Regions from separate parts of the Mus musculus genome. Here region 1 is linked to region 2. A link is a contact called in public Hi-C data. All regions are on one chromosome and are shown on one strand. The core of a region is the stretch at or near the end of the contact, and the rest is flanking DNA. Distances in the headings are between cores, read along the strand shown.

Evidence for each region. A called contact is a pair of places that touch in the nucleus more often than the background predicts.
Region 1: a contact with region 2 is called in a Hi-C map of cortical neurons, with 2.0 times the contacts expected there. The contact joins the promoter of Sntg1 here to the enhancer-like site in region 2. A contact is called at or near these places in 4 of 39 promoter capture datasets (cranial neural crest, hippocampal neurons, liver and 1 more), 1 of 484 Hi-C or Micro-C datasets (cortical neurons) and 2 of 115 datasets of contacts at active chromatin or transcription factors (SST interneurons and embryonic stem cells).

What each region holds. Positions count from the first base shown.
Region 1 is chr1:9,297,449-9,303,857 of GRCm38.p6, forward strand. It overlaps Sntg1 (syntrophin, gamma 1), which reads right to left and starts at 2,429. Exons shown (of 20, transcript NM_001290393.1): 1 at 685-2,429.
Region 2 is chr1:8,580,895-8,587,375 of GRCm38.p6, forward strand. Sntg1 (syntrophin, gamma 1) reads right to left here. Exons shown (of 20, transcript NM_001290393.1): 13 at 2,311-2,440. Among named protein-coding and RNA genes, the nearest start is that of Gm39589, 460 kb to the left of the region's middle. Within about 2 kb of position 2,152, at least 15 of the 459 cell types and tissues checked have an H3K27ac peak or open chromatin away from gene starts, as enhancers often do. A contact at or near this core is called in cortical neurons and embryonic stem cells, where this site is marked.

The sequences.
Region 1 (6,409 bases), core at 1,179-3,678, 720 kb after region 2:
ATTTCAGAAACAAATAGGTTTTGTAGAACTAATCAGTCAGAATACTGAAGGAACCCTACTCTCTTACAGACGCACAAGGAAGCTGCTCACTTCCTGCCTTGAGATATCTGTTGATAAGTCTAAGGTCTAGCTACACTTGGGGACTCTGATTACAAAAGGGATCAGATATTGATGCGTACATATTTTGTGCCTTAAACATTTTAACAAAATATAACCATTTAGAATATTACAAGAGGTGATTGAGCCATTTCCAACTTTTTGATATATTTAAATTTCAAATATATATTTCAGATGCAATATAACACAACCAGAGTCGCTTTTAGCTAAATATGTATGATCGCCAAACACCAGTGCACATTAGTTTTAAAGAAAACAATAAGATACACAGAGATCCCCAAAGCTATTAGTTAAGCAAGAAGAAAATGTCCAAGTAAAAGTTTGCTATACTAATGTAAGCCAACTACATATTGTTGTCACCTCTGTCAAGAGATTCCAGAAAAGTAAAATTCCAGACTAATTTATCAAGGAAGAGATTTTCTAAGATACTAATCTAGGAATTATTACTTTTAAACAACCAGAAGTACTCATTTTCCTTAATTCTCAGCATCTTTGTATCTTTTCTGTTAAACCTTGCAAAGTCATTAGTGTGTGGTGAAACACAGATGTAATAGTATTATCACATACCTGCTGAGCAGAGGAATTGACGTCTTCTCAGCTTCTTTAATGTTGGGGTTTTAGTATCTCTGACCTCTCACAAAGCTGTCTCCACAACAGCTGCAATCCACTCAGGGACGTTCTTATTTTAAAAACTCTGGGCCTTTGAGAATTTCAATTCCTACTGCAACGCCCATGGTTCTTTGGTGCTTCTAAGAACTTCAACTCCACTCTTCTGCCTGCATTCCCCGGAGTCCTGTATAGAAATTTTTCTTGAAGTTGCTGCCTAGAGTTTAACTAGGTTGATATGAGTGGTAGAGGATGAGGAGGGCTGGTTTTCGTCCATCAAGGAAGGGGACCAGAGGCACCGCCTTTTAGCTGCTAAGAGCTCTTGTAGATGACTGTGGCCAGGAGGACAGCAGCAGAGGCAGCAGCAGCAACACAGTTGGGTCTCCCAGGCAGCCACGCAGCTGGGAGACGCTGTCCATCCCTTCCGGTGCTGAAGCGAGGGGAACCAGGACCCCTTAGTCTACTCCAGACCCTATACTCCTGCTAAGGCCTCTTCCAGACTTCTAGCTTTGCCGTTTCTCCGCCGTGTTTCATTTCTTGGGGATTAATGGTCTCTCCATCTTGATACCCTTATGTGTATACGCTGGCAACGTTTCCGGAGAGGCAGAAATCCGTGGGAAACAAATGCTGAGCCTCTTCTAAGTTCACAGCGGCTCTGAGTAGGTTTCCTAATGGTAGAAATGAAAAAAGAACGCACGAACACGGGCGCGCGCACAAGCGCGCACAGGGACGGGGGACAGAGAGAAAGAGACAGGGGAGAGAAGGGGGAGGAGGAGAGAAGCTGAGCACTGTGGAGACTGTAGAGGTGCTTTTGGGAAGCTCGTGGGTCCTTAATTACATAAGATGAGAAGGGCTATTTTGGAGGTCCCCCTGCGATCTTGCTTCCTAACCAGGGCGCGGACACGTTCACATTTTCGGAGCTCTAGATGGAATTCCGAGATGACAGAGTAAGGATGCTCAGTTCCCAGATACACAGACAGACTCTTGTCAGAAAATGCAGAAACCGTGAAAGGGCCAGGAAAAGGCTAGGGATACCTTTGTTTCCGAGAGGCTGTATCGCCGCGAAGAGCTTAGCCGTGGCCGGGAGCCCCAGACAGGGACAGCAGGGACAGGGAGGTTGGGTTCCAGCTCCCGCCCTCCCACCGCCTACAGCCCGGGTTCCCGCAGGGGCGGGGGCGTGTCGCCGCACAAAAGACTGGATGAGGGTAGTGGATCAGGTAGGCAGGGCTGTTATCCCTAAAAGGCTCCAGCAAGGCCTAGGCACCGGACCGAGACGTCCCCCGGGTTACTTAGCTCCGCGGTCAGGCTTCTGGTGGCTTCCAGTAGAGAAGCTTGCGGTGGAATTGGACGCGGGTTCGAGAAGGTGGCCCTGTAGGAGGCCGCCGAGGTTCCGCCGCCCACACAAGGCAACTGGTGCAGGCACGAATGGAGTGAGATGGGGGAACTGAAATACACAGAGTGAGAATGGGGCAATCTGCTTAACACGGCGTCTTTGCGGAGCTCTGAGTGACTGTGGTAAGGCTGAAGAGCGCCCCACAAACGCCAACCTGGGTAAGCGCCCAGCTCCAGCTGAAGAACTTGTGCAGCGCAGACTTGTGCACCCGGAGTTTGTTCCGACCGAGGGGGGCGTGCAGGCTTAGCGCAGGGACAACGCGTGGGCACGCAGTGCTGCTGGGTGCTCGCTCCTATCCACCTCCGGCTGCACTGGGAAAGTCGTGGAGTGATTGCACGAGCGTCTCCCGCTGGGTTTCCGCGCCCCTATGGCCGGAGCTGCGGCGCCCGCATTTTACGCAGTTCACTGGGCTGTAGGGTGGATGCGGGAGGCGACAGCACCGCCAAAGGCCTGGCGACTGCCCTGGGGGAAACTAAGGAGTTCTGGAGAAGTGCACTGAGCATCCTTCCTCCAGCACGAACCCTCCTTTCCCTGGTCTGGGGCCATTCCTTGCATTAGCTGCACCCCCTGGCTCGCGCTAGAAGAGGCCCCCAGTAAGTGTCGCCCTCGTTTCGGGATGCTTTGTGGAGCTACCCCTCACAGAAAAAGCTCAAGGGACCAGGCTCGCATCCACTTTCTCCACATCTGAATTTTGGAGTCCAAAGGTTGCCTAGTTGATGATGCGCTTCAGCACTCTGAGATAACACTACATAAGATGCAATTTAGCACTAGGAGCTAATTTTAAAAGAGCTGCTTTGTTTTCCGGTTCCTGGAGAAATAAATTCTCCAGTATTATTGTAAATTACGTTTCCCACTTCGTTCTACCAATGCAAACATGTGTTTCTGTTATCCATGCAAACAAATACGTCTTTCTCCAAATAAGTTAAAGTAGTTGCCCTATTTTTGGTTAGAGAATGAAAATGGCTTGTTTAAAGGCTGTGTTTGCCTGTTGTGGCCAACCCCTGAAAATAAATGGGTTTTCTTTGCTGTTTTGCATGCTTGTTTCAATTGATTCACGTAATTGTTTGAATCATTTTCTTTGTACATGTAGAAACATGAATCATACAGGAAATTAGCACAGCAAATAAAAGCCTTTAAGTGAAGCACCGAGATGTTGCTAATTGAAAACATATGCGCTTCATTATCCAACCACAGGGAGAGATTTCCCTTTGTAGAGCACAGATTCATGCTAATAACAGAGCCTCCCTCTCCATCCTCCCCTCCTCCCTCTCTCCTGCCACCCTCTCTTGCCACCAAGAAAAAAGAAAGGGTTGATTAATTTGAACTGTCAGACTAGCTGATTATGACAGTTTGATGTCTTTTTTTGTGAAGAAACAAACCTGTAGCACATTCCTCCTAGTCAACCTGTTCAAAGCATTGTGGGACAAAGATGATGAAGTGTATCACCGGATGCTACAAATGTATATAAATGAAGTGTAAATAAATAAAGTATAAATAAAACAGGGACAGATAGTCTGAGGTGAACTGAAGAGCTATTTTAAGTAAATTTTCTGTTGGATAAGATTTGTCCAAAAAATCATTTAAATCACTTTTATTCTTAAAGGTTACTTTTATTTTCTAAATGTTCTTATATAGAATGTATAAATAGAATACAGAAGGTAAGTTAGCACAACAACCTATGAAAAACAGGCAGTGACCAGAGTCCTCAACTGACCTAGTCAACACTCAATATAAAAAATTAGGTAGTGTTCAATTTAAAGTTTCAGTGCCTTCAGTTGAATTCTACTCTGTTTCTTTTTATTGTATCAAATACAACTAAAAATACCTATAGGCAAGTATGTCTGAAATGAAACAACTATCTTGATGTGTTCTGAGGACTTCCTAACGAAGTGGTGCTAGGGGGCACAGTCTTTGCTCATTTTCTGTGTAAGAACTGGTCGGGGGGGGGTGACTTTAATCAGCTCAGCTATTCTTTGTTGAAGATATTCTTTGTTGAGGCTTCATGTGTGCTTGGGGCTTCATGTGTGCTTGTGCTTGTAGCACTGAGCACAATTGGTTTCAGATAAAGGCAGATGCCTCACATTGACTAAGTACAAAACTCAGTCCAGTTTGCTTCTTGTTTGTGGATAGAATGGAGCAGAAGAAAAGTAGTCACCTAAACAGCCACTAGCAACATCCATGAGATCCCATCCCACACCACTTTGTTTTTATGTTTTCTCTTAAGTGATTCTGATGGCTGACTCACTTGAGAAAGAATTTTCTTTTCTGCCACTTAGAAAAGTTGCTTAAACTGTTTAGTTTGTTTCTTCATTTAGTTTTATTGTTGTTGGTGTATGGTGAGTAAGTTAACTAAAAGCCTCGTGTGAACTGAGACACTCCAGACAAGAAAGCTGACTTGACCAATATCACCCACTGAAGCCTCAGGTAAGGAGATCCACACATCAAACCTGCTAGCACCCGCCTCTAAGACTGCAGGGGAACTGACCTGCACAGGTACTCTTCCACCTCCAAATTCCCCCTCATTTCATCCTATAAAACTCCAAGACCCCCAACACCACACACACACACACACACACACACACACACACACACACACTACCACATGCCCCCTCCCTACTTCCAAAGAGAGCCTCCATCTCTTAAGTGTTTTGGACTAGATGAACAATTCTGCTTCTGGCTATCACTATCTGCCATCTTATATTTCCATGACACCTCCATCATACCTGATCTAATAGGATGTATTCGTGTGTGTGTGTGTGTGTGTGTGTGTGTGTGTGTGTGTGTGTGTGTGCAAGTACACATTTACATGTGTGTGCAAGAGTGTGTGCAGAGACCAAAAATAGACATGCAGCCCTTCTGTATCGCTCTCATCATATTTTGAGACTTCCACTGAGCCTGGACCTTACCTATTCAAATAGATTGGTTGGCCCATGTGCACCAGGGATCCTCCTGTCTCTGCCTTCCTGGTGGTGGGATTAAGGTACATATTGCAATGCCTATCTTTTTATGTAGATATATGCAGATAGATTTTTGTCCTTGGGCTTGTATGATGGGCACTTTACTGATGGAGCAGTTTTGTCAACTGTGTTCTTTATTCTAAAATGGAAATAATGACACCTAGTTCACAGAATTAGCATACTGCATATGCTACATGGATCCAGGTCATGAACTAGCCCCCAATAGGACATTTTGCACCTTTAGTGTGTGGCGCTCTTCCTGAACAGACATGAGCAAATATCTGCTCACCCCAAACAAGAAACTGAGGATAAACTAAAGCATAACACCCAAGTCCAAATAGATAGGCCAACTAGTTTTATCAGGGTTCATTGCAGGAATGTGTATAAAGAGTTACTTTTAGTAGCAGAAATTATGAAAAACACCTACCATGAAAACACTGAGTGACAGCTCACAAAAGCTGAAAACAGAATGTATTGCACAGCGTGTAAGCATGTCAACAGGTTGGAGAGGGATTTCTCCACACACACCAGTTAGTCTGAGCCCCTTTCAGGCAGCTCGGGTGATCCCAGCTGTTTCTAGGCAGCTTAGGTGATCTGCCTCTTCCAGATGGCTTGTCTTGTCCTAAAGTCTTCTAGACTGAGATGTTTGTATGACAGTATCTCTTAATAATCGTGATTGTTTACAAAAGCTTGAACACTGAGATGCCCAGTATATTTTGTCACATCCAGGACTTCTTGATGGCTTTGGGTTGTTTACCACTTGAGCTTCCCCAAAGGAAAGCATAACACCTCTCTTTAAAACATCCTGAATCTTTAAAGATCATCCATGCATGTTACAAGGTGTTCCCCCTCTCTAGATAACACTGTGTTCTGAGAATGTTCCCTCCAAGAGGAAACATTTCATATACGAGGAAACTTTGGTAGAGTAGCATTTCTCCACACCTCTTTGGCAGGAATTCTTTACCCATGCACATCTTGGGTTCCTTAGCACCAAGCACAAATGGTAGAAATGTCATTGACTTTAGACTGACTATTGAACTATGGAAATGTCTTTAAAACATATAAACCTTAATCATCATGGAAATGCAAATCAAAACAACCCTGAAATTCCACCTCACACCAGTCAGAATGGCTAAGATCAAAAACTCAGGTAGCAGATGCTGGCGAGGATGTGGAGAAAGAGGAACACTCCTCCATTGTTGGTGGGATTGCAAGCTTCTGGAAATCAGTCTGGCAGTTCCTCAGAAAATTGGACATAGTACTACCAGAGGATCCTGCAATACCTCTCCTGGGCATATATCCAGAAGATGTCCCAACCGGTAAGAAGGACACATGC
Region 2 (6,481 bases), core at 902-3,401:
GTGTGTGTGTGTGTGTGTAAATATGTGTGGGTTCATGTGCAAGTGTAGATTCATGTGTATAAATGCAAAAATGGAATGATCTATTATAATACCACAAACATCAAACAATATGACACTAGTAGGGTTATGTGTCTGTGTAAATGTACATGCGTTTGACACTAGTAGGGTTATGTGTCTGTGTAAATGTACATGCGTTCATGTGCAGATGTATACATATGTATAGATGAAACATGGAATAATCTATTATAATACTGCCAACATTAAACAATGTGACACTAGTAGGTTTGTGTCTCTATGCAAACGCTTGTATATTCACGTACAATTGTAGATTCATGTGTATAGATGTAAAAATGGAACCATCTATTATAATACTATCAACATTAAACAACATGACACTAGTAGGTGGGTATAACTGTGTATGTGTACTTCTATTCATGTGTAGGTGTAGATGCATGTGTACAGATGCTCTAGAGCAACTTCAGCTGTAACTCATCAGTTCTTTGCAGAGCATCCACTTGTCTGATGCTTGCCAAATGCTCTATACATCCTGGCCAGTAAGTGTCAGTGATTTGATTGTTTCTGTCCCCCTGTGCTGATTAAAAATATAGGGTACTATGCTTTTTCTCACATGTTCTGGGTATAAATCCAGGTCCTTGCTTTTGCACAAAAAGAATTTTGTAGTCTAAGCTTTGCACTTCTTCTTGGTTTTTTTATTTTCAAACTTTATTAGAATATTTTTCTAGATTATCAAGAAAGGATAAACTATTTCAATGTATGCTACATCTACTCCTGTGCAGTCTGCTTGGTAGGCCTAAAAGCCTGGAAGCAGTCACGAGGCAAAGAATTTCATGGAAACAGCCTCCTGGAACCTTGGCATTCCAATAGCCTGTATACCCAAACTCTGTCCCCGTGTTAGTCTGGTGTATGGATCCATATGCTCTCTTTCAGTATTGTTTTATTATAAACGCTTTAAAGGATTGATTTTGACATATATCTAAGCCTTCACCACTGTTCCAATGTCCTAGGCAGTCCTTGAAGCCGCCCCTGAGCTTGGCATTCAGTAAGAATGTTACCTATTCAGTAACATTCAAATTCACTCTTAGTAGAGACAGTGAAACTAATTAGGCATTACAAAGAACAGAGCTTGAAAAGCCCAGGGCTATTCTGCGTAGTAATTACTTAGGACAATAGCCGAGTCACACCCAAACACAGAAATACACAATGGCCTAGGAAATAGGTGGGTTGTAGCATGGTTAGTAAAAGGGATTCCCCTGGTCCACAGTTTTTTCACTAGGCCCAGAGGAATAGCATAATCAGGTATTTACTAAAGGACCCCTGGTTGTAGGTTTAACAATAGACTAGCATTGCATCAGAACATTCACCTGGCTCCTGTGTTTAGCTGATCTTTTTAATTAAGGGTTGTTCTTATTCTCAGTAGTAAACTCGGCCTGGCTCCTGCTATCTTTTTATGTATGCATTCTTTTTGTTCTGTGTCAATGTAACTTGGCAGATGTGTTCGCCTGGATTTCTTGTTTTTCTTCTGTATTAAAAGTCTGGTGTTCGTTTGGACAAAATACATTCAGATTCAGCATTCTCTTGTGCCTGCGTCTGCCTGTCAATTCTTGCCTACCCTTGTTCACCTGCAACCAGAAACCCATTCTCCACAGGTAGAAGACCCAATAGAAGTTAGTCTGTGGCAAATGTAATGGTAGCAAAGACATGATGACCAGAAAACCACATGGGAAATGAAGGAGAATAAAGAAGGGTATGAGAAACACAGGTCAAGAGAGAAGCTGTTTCTAGTGACAGAGACCTTGTCATGCTGCACAGGTTCTTGCAACCCATAAGGACAGCCACTCACTAGTCTTGTGCCTACAGAGCACTACAGGAAACTTTCAGTCTCTATGTTATCACCTTTTATTTGGATCTTTTCATTCACACATTCTCTGCCACAGTCCTAGGGTCACTGAAGACAAATCAAATTCATTTATTTGAAATTCATCAGCTTGCTTGTTGAGGGTGCTCTTAATTATGCATACTATTTTTATGCAAGATTTTGTATCATGTTTATTTAAAGCAGTTGCTTTTGGCACTGGACTGTGAGTATTTTCTTGTAGGTCACGTCTGCCTGGGCTTTCATGCTGACAAGATTTTTCTCTTGTATTTCAGAACAGCTTTACCAGGAAGCAGAAGGAAACTTGTTCTTGGAATGGCACTAAGCAGATGAAGCAAAGTTAAATGCCACTGAATAAACCTACAAATGCTGAAAGACTTGCTGGTTAGATATTTATTCCTTAAATCAGTACTTACATTGTGCTTTGTGAGGTTTGAAATGTTAGATGCTATTGCTTGGAGCCAATCCATGCAGTCTTCAGCAGAGAGGCACTGAAGAATTCCACTGCAGACTCCATCCACAGCAACAACTTGGAAAGCGTTCTGCCTAAAAGAGCATAAGAACAGAACAGATGAAACACTGTGTTAGTTAGCCATTTATAGCTTGGTCCTTAAGACAATAAAGCAAACAACTTCCAGATTCTAGTCCAATTACCTCCTTTATAAATATATCCATTTTAAAGTGAATCAACAAAAAGACTAGGATAATATCTATTTACAAATAATGAGATGACATTCTTATATTCAGCTAAATATGGACAACCTTTGAGATATAAAGCAAAGCATGTGCTATGGAACAACATCAGCTTAGGGGACATTCTTTTCTCTTTGACCAAACATTCCCAGTTTATAATTCTGTCTCAGATCTTGACATTTGTAAGTTTTTTTTTTAACAGTACAAGAATTGGAAACACAAGTGTTAAGCACTAAATGGTAAAACTCATGTTAATTTCTTGATCATTGAATATAGGATTAATGGGCAGAAAACATGAAACCACAACATGAATTGGAGTCACCAAGGCCCTGACCAGGAGAATTACTCTGTTGAGTTATTTGTGGCACTTTAGAAAATCCACAATTCATACTTAAATCCACCAATCATGGAGTGATAGACAACTTCCTTAGCTAGGCATTTGAAATGTGACAGAAACTGCATGCGTTCACATATTCTTTCCAAACACACAGCTTTCCTGGCTCTATCAGTTCTACAAGTGGGCATTTGAGGATGTTAGATATTATGCATTTCCTGAAAGAAAGGTAAACCCAGGGAGCACACATCTAGCTCAGAGTCATGTGTGGGTCTCTGTCCATTTATTTTCTCTCTAGGCTAAATCCAGTCTCTAAAGGAAATACCTGGCACCAGCTTTGGCAGCCAAAGTACTGTGCATTCAATTTGTGTAGAGAAACTAATTATCACACCTGACACTTCATGCCAGAGAAAGGAATGTACTCAAACATGTACTGCTTATTTCCTGTTAAAAAAAGTATGTTTGCTTAAAATAAAATAATTTAAAACTGTTTATGATAAAAATGTGCTTCATGAAAAATGTATATTCCTGATTCACCCACACATAGAACTTAATTTTTATAGTTTTGGTTGTGAGCTTAGCCTTTAATGGATGAACCATCCCTCTACACTAGAGCTTTCACTCCGATACTCAAGAGTGACTGTGACACTTAAAATATCCTGAAGTTGGATTCGGGGGAAGGTTCAGCAGTTAAAAGCAAAGGCTCCTCTTCTAGACAACCTAGGTTGAACACCCACAAGTAAGCTCACAACCATCTGTAAACTATAGTCCCTCTTCTGGCTTCCAAGGGAACCAAGTATCCATGTGCTACACAGACATACATGCATGGTAAACACACACACACACACACACACACACACACACACACACACACACACACACACATATATATATATATATATATATATATATATATATATATATATATATATTTTTTTTTTTTTTTTTAAAGTCCAGGCAGAAGCACAGCTATCTATGGAATAGGAGGACACATTTGATAGCAATTCACATTTTCCACTCTGTTTCTTACAGTCATTTCTTCAAAAGCTACAAAAAGAGAATGACAGCTAGATATTTTTATCTATGCATTCAATTCAATTCTTAAATCTATGTAATACCTTATATAGTCTCAGATAGAATAAACCTAGGAGACTAGTTTTATACACCCAGATCTGCATATTAATACAAAATAGTTTTTATACTCTGGGTAATGCATTAAAATAGATACATTTCTAATCATTGAAGTTAATTATTCTTAATTTTCTTCATAATTGATTCTGTGTCATAACTATGCTTACTTTTCGAGGTTTGGAATAGAAATGCGATAGTGACTTCTATGCATTAGAACCAAGAGCTTCAGAGACAAAAAAAAAAAAAAAAAAAAAAAACCAAACAAACAAAAAACCAGTTATTGTGACTTGATTAACACATATTTAAATAGGAACATGGGTATAGAGAGGCAGATAAAATTGAGGAAGGCTCCTGCACTTTACAGGCAATGAAAAGTTGGCATAGATCCATGGCAAGTGTTTGTGTGGCTATCATGTATAAATAAGCATTGTGGTTAGGCCTACTATAACATGAGGGAAATAATGTGACTTGGAGACTCTTCTTGGGTGCACACATGAATGAATGGCATTCAATAGGTTCATAATTAAGAATACTTAATTACAGACAAGAAAATTGCTCCTGAGTCCTCAACCTACACAGTAGAAAGGCTATGATGGGAAAGCCCAGGGAAACCAAAAATCTCACATAGAAATCAGAAATCCAAAAACAAACCTGAGGGGGCCTGAAAAACAAGACATATTTTGGGAAACACAGGTTTCTTGACCTGTGACAATAAGGGATCATCAATAAGAATTCATAAATCATTCTACACATGTGTAGCTCATCCCTAGGTCATGGATTATCCATGTCAACATTTTAGTATTTGACCAACACACTATCTCAGTATGTTATTTTCTTTTCTTTTTAAAAATATTTATTTATTTATTTTATCTAAGTACACTGTAGCTGTCCTCAGACACTCCAGAAGAGGGAGTCAGATCTCGTTATGGATGGTTGTGAGCCACCATGTGGTTGCTGGGATTTGAACTCCTGACCTTCGGAAGAGCAGTTGGGTGCTCTTACCCACTGAGCCATCTCACCAGCCCAGTATGTTATTTTCTATTTTCTTATCTGTTTGGTTTTTTTCCTTTATTTATTTATTTTATTAATTATTATATTTCTTTACATTTCAAATGTTCTTCTACTTTGGTCCATTACTATCTCAGTACATAAAAGTAACTAAGAAATGGAAAGGAGAAGAGAATGATGAGGGGAGAGTGAAGGTGAAGAGAAGTGACAAAGGCATAACTGCAGTACACAGTTGTAATATCAGGGCTAACATTATATTTGTTGATGACTTTAGGTTTCAAAGTTTAAGCAGAACTGTGCTTCAGAGAACTTTAAAGCAGAAATGGACTTCCAAATGTTAAGTGCTGTTAAGGTTTCATTTATGAAATTACCTGCTCTTGAAAAAGCTTAAGAAAACTATTGCTATACAAAGGAATAAGTCACAAGGTTAACTGCTGGACACCACTGTTTCTGTTTCTGTAAACAAAAGTTTGTTTTACATAAAAGGACCTTCTGCTTACAGGAGAACACAGTGTAATGATGTAACGTTGTGTTCTTTGCCTGTATTAACCTCTAACTGCTGTACCTGGTCACTACATTTAGGAATTATGAGACTCTGGAGTAACCCTGGTGAATAAAAGCTTCTCTTTTTTTGGACTTTATGCTTTGTTAGACTGGTGAATCTCTAAATGACTATAGACTTATAATATTTGGGAGCTTACCCCAGGATGTTGGTGTTCACCTAGAGTCACCTTTTCCGTCTTTTCTTCCTTTCTTCCTTTCTTTCTTTCTTCCTTTCTTCCTTTCTTTCTTTCTTCCTTCCTTCCTTCCTCCCTCCCTCCCTCCCTCCCTCCCTCCCTCTCTCTCTCTCTCTCTCTCTCTCTCTCTCTCTCTCTCTCTTTCTTTCTTTCTTTCTTTCTTTCTTTCTTTCTTTCTTTCTTTCTGCCTGTCTGTCTTTCATTCTTATTCTTTTTACTTTTGCCTCTCTTGGGACCCTAGAGGTACCCAGAGTAGTGGAAGCTGGGAAATCATTTGGAGGGAGCTAGGGTTCTTCAGTGACTATACTTTATAGAAGAGCTTTGCATCCCTCAATGTTTCTAGCATGCTGGAAGCTAGGAAATTGGATAGGCCCAGCATTTAGAAGGAGCTACTGGCACATTCTCAACACTTAGATTGTGAAATAAGAAGCATCAGAAACCTCTCAGAGGTGTAGATAAATATTCTGTATGTCTGTAGCACACATTTGGGGGGAGGATTCCCGAAAAAGATGGATAGAGCATAAATCTATGAGTTGGAAAGACCACCAGGAAGTTGCTGTCCCTTGTTGTAAAAGCTGAGATGGAAACTGGCTGTTGGGTATATGAGTAAAGGTGTTCACCAAATGCTTATTTGTCTGAATCCCACCTGACTGTGTGAATGCTCTGTCTTTTTAAGTTACTGTT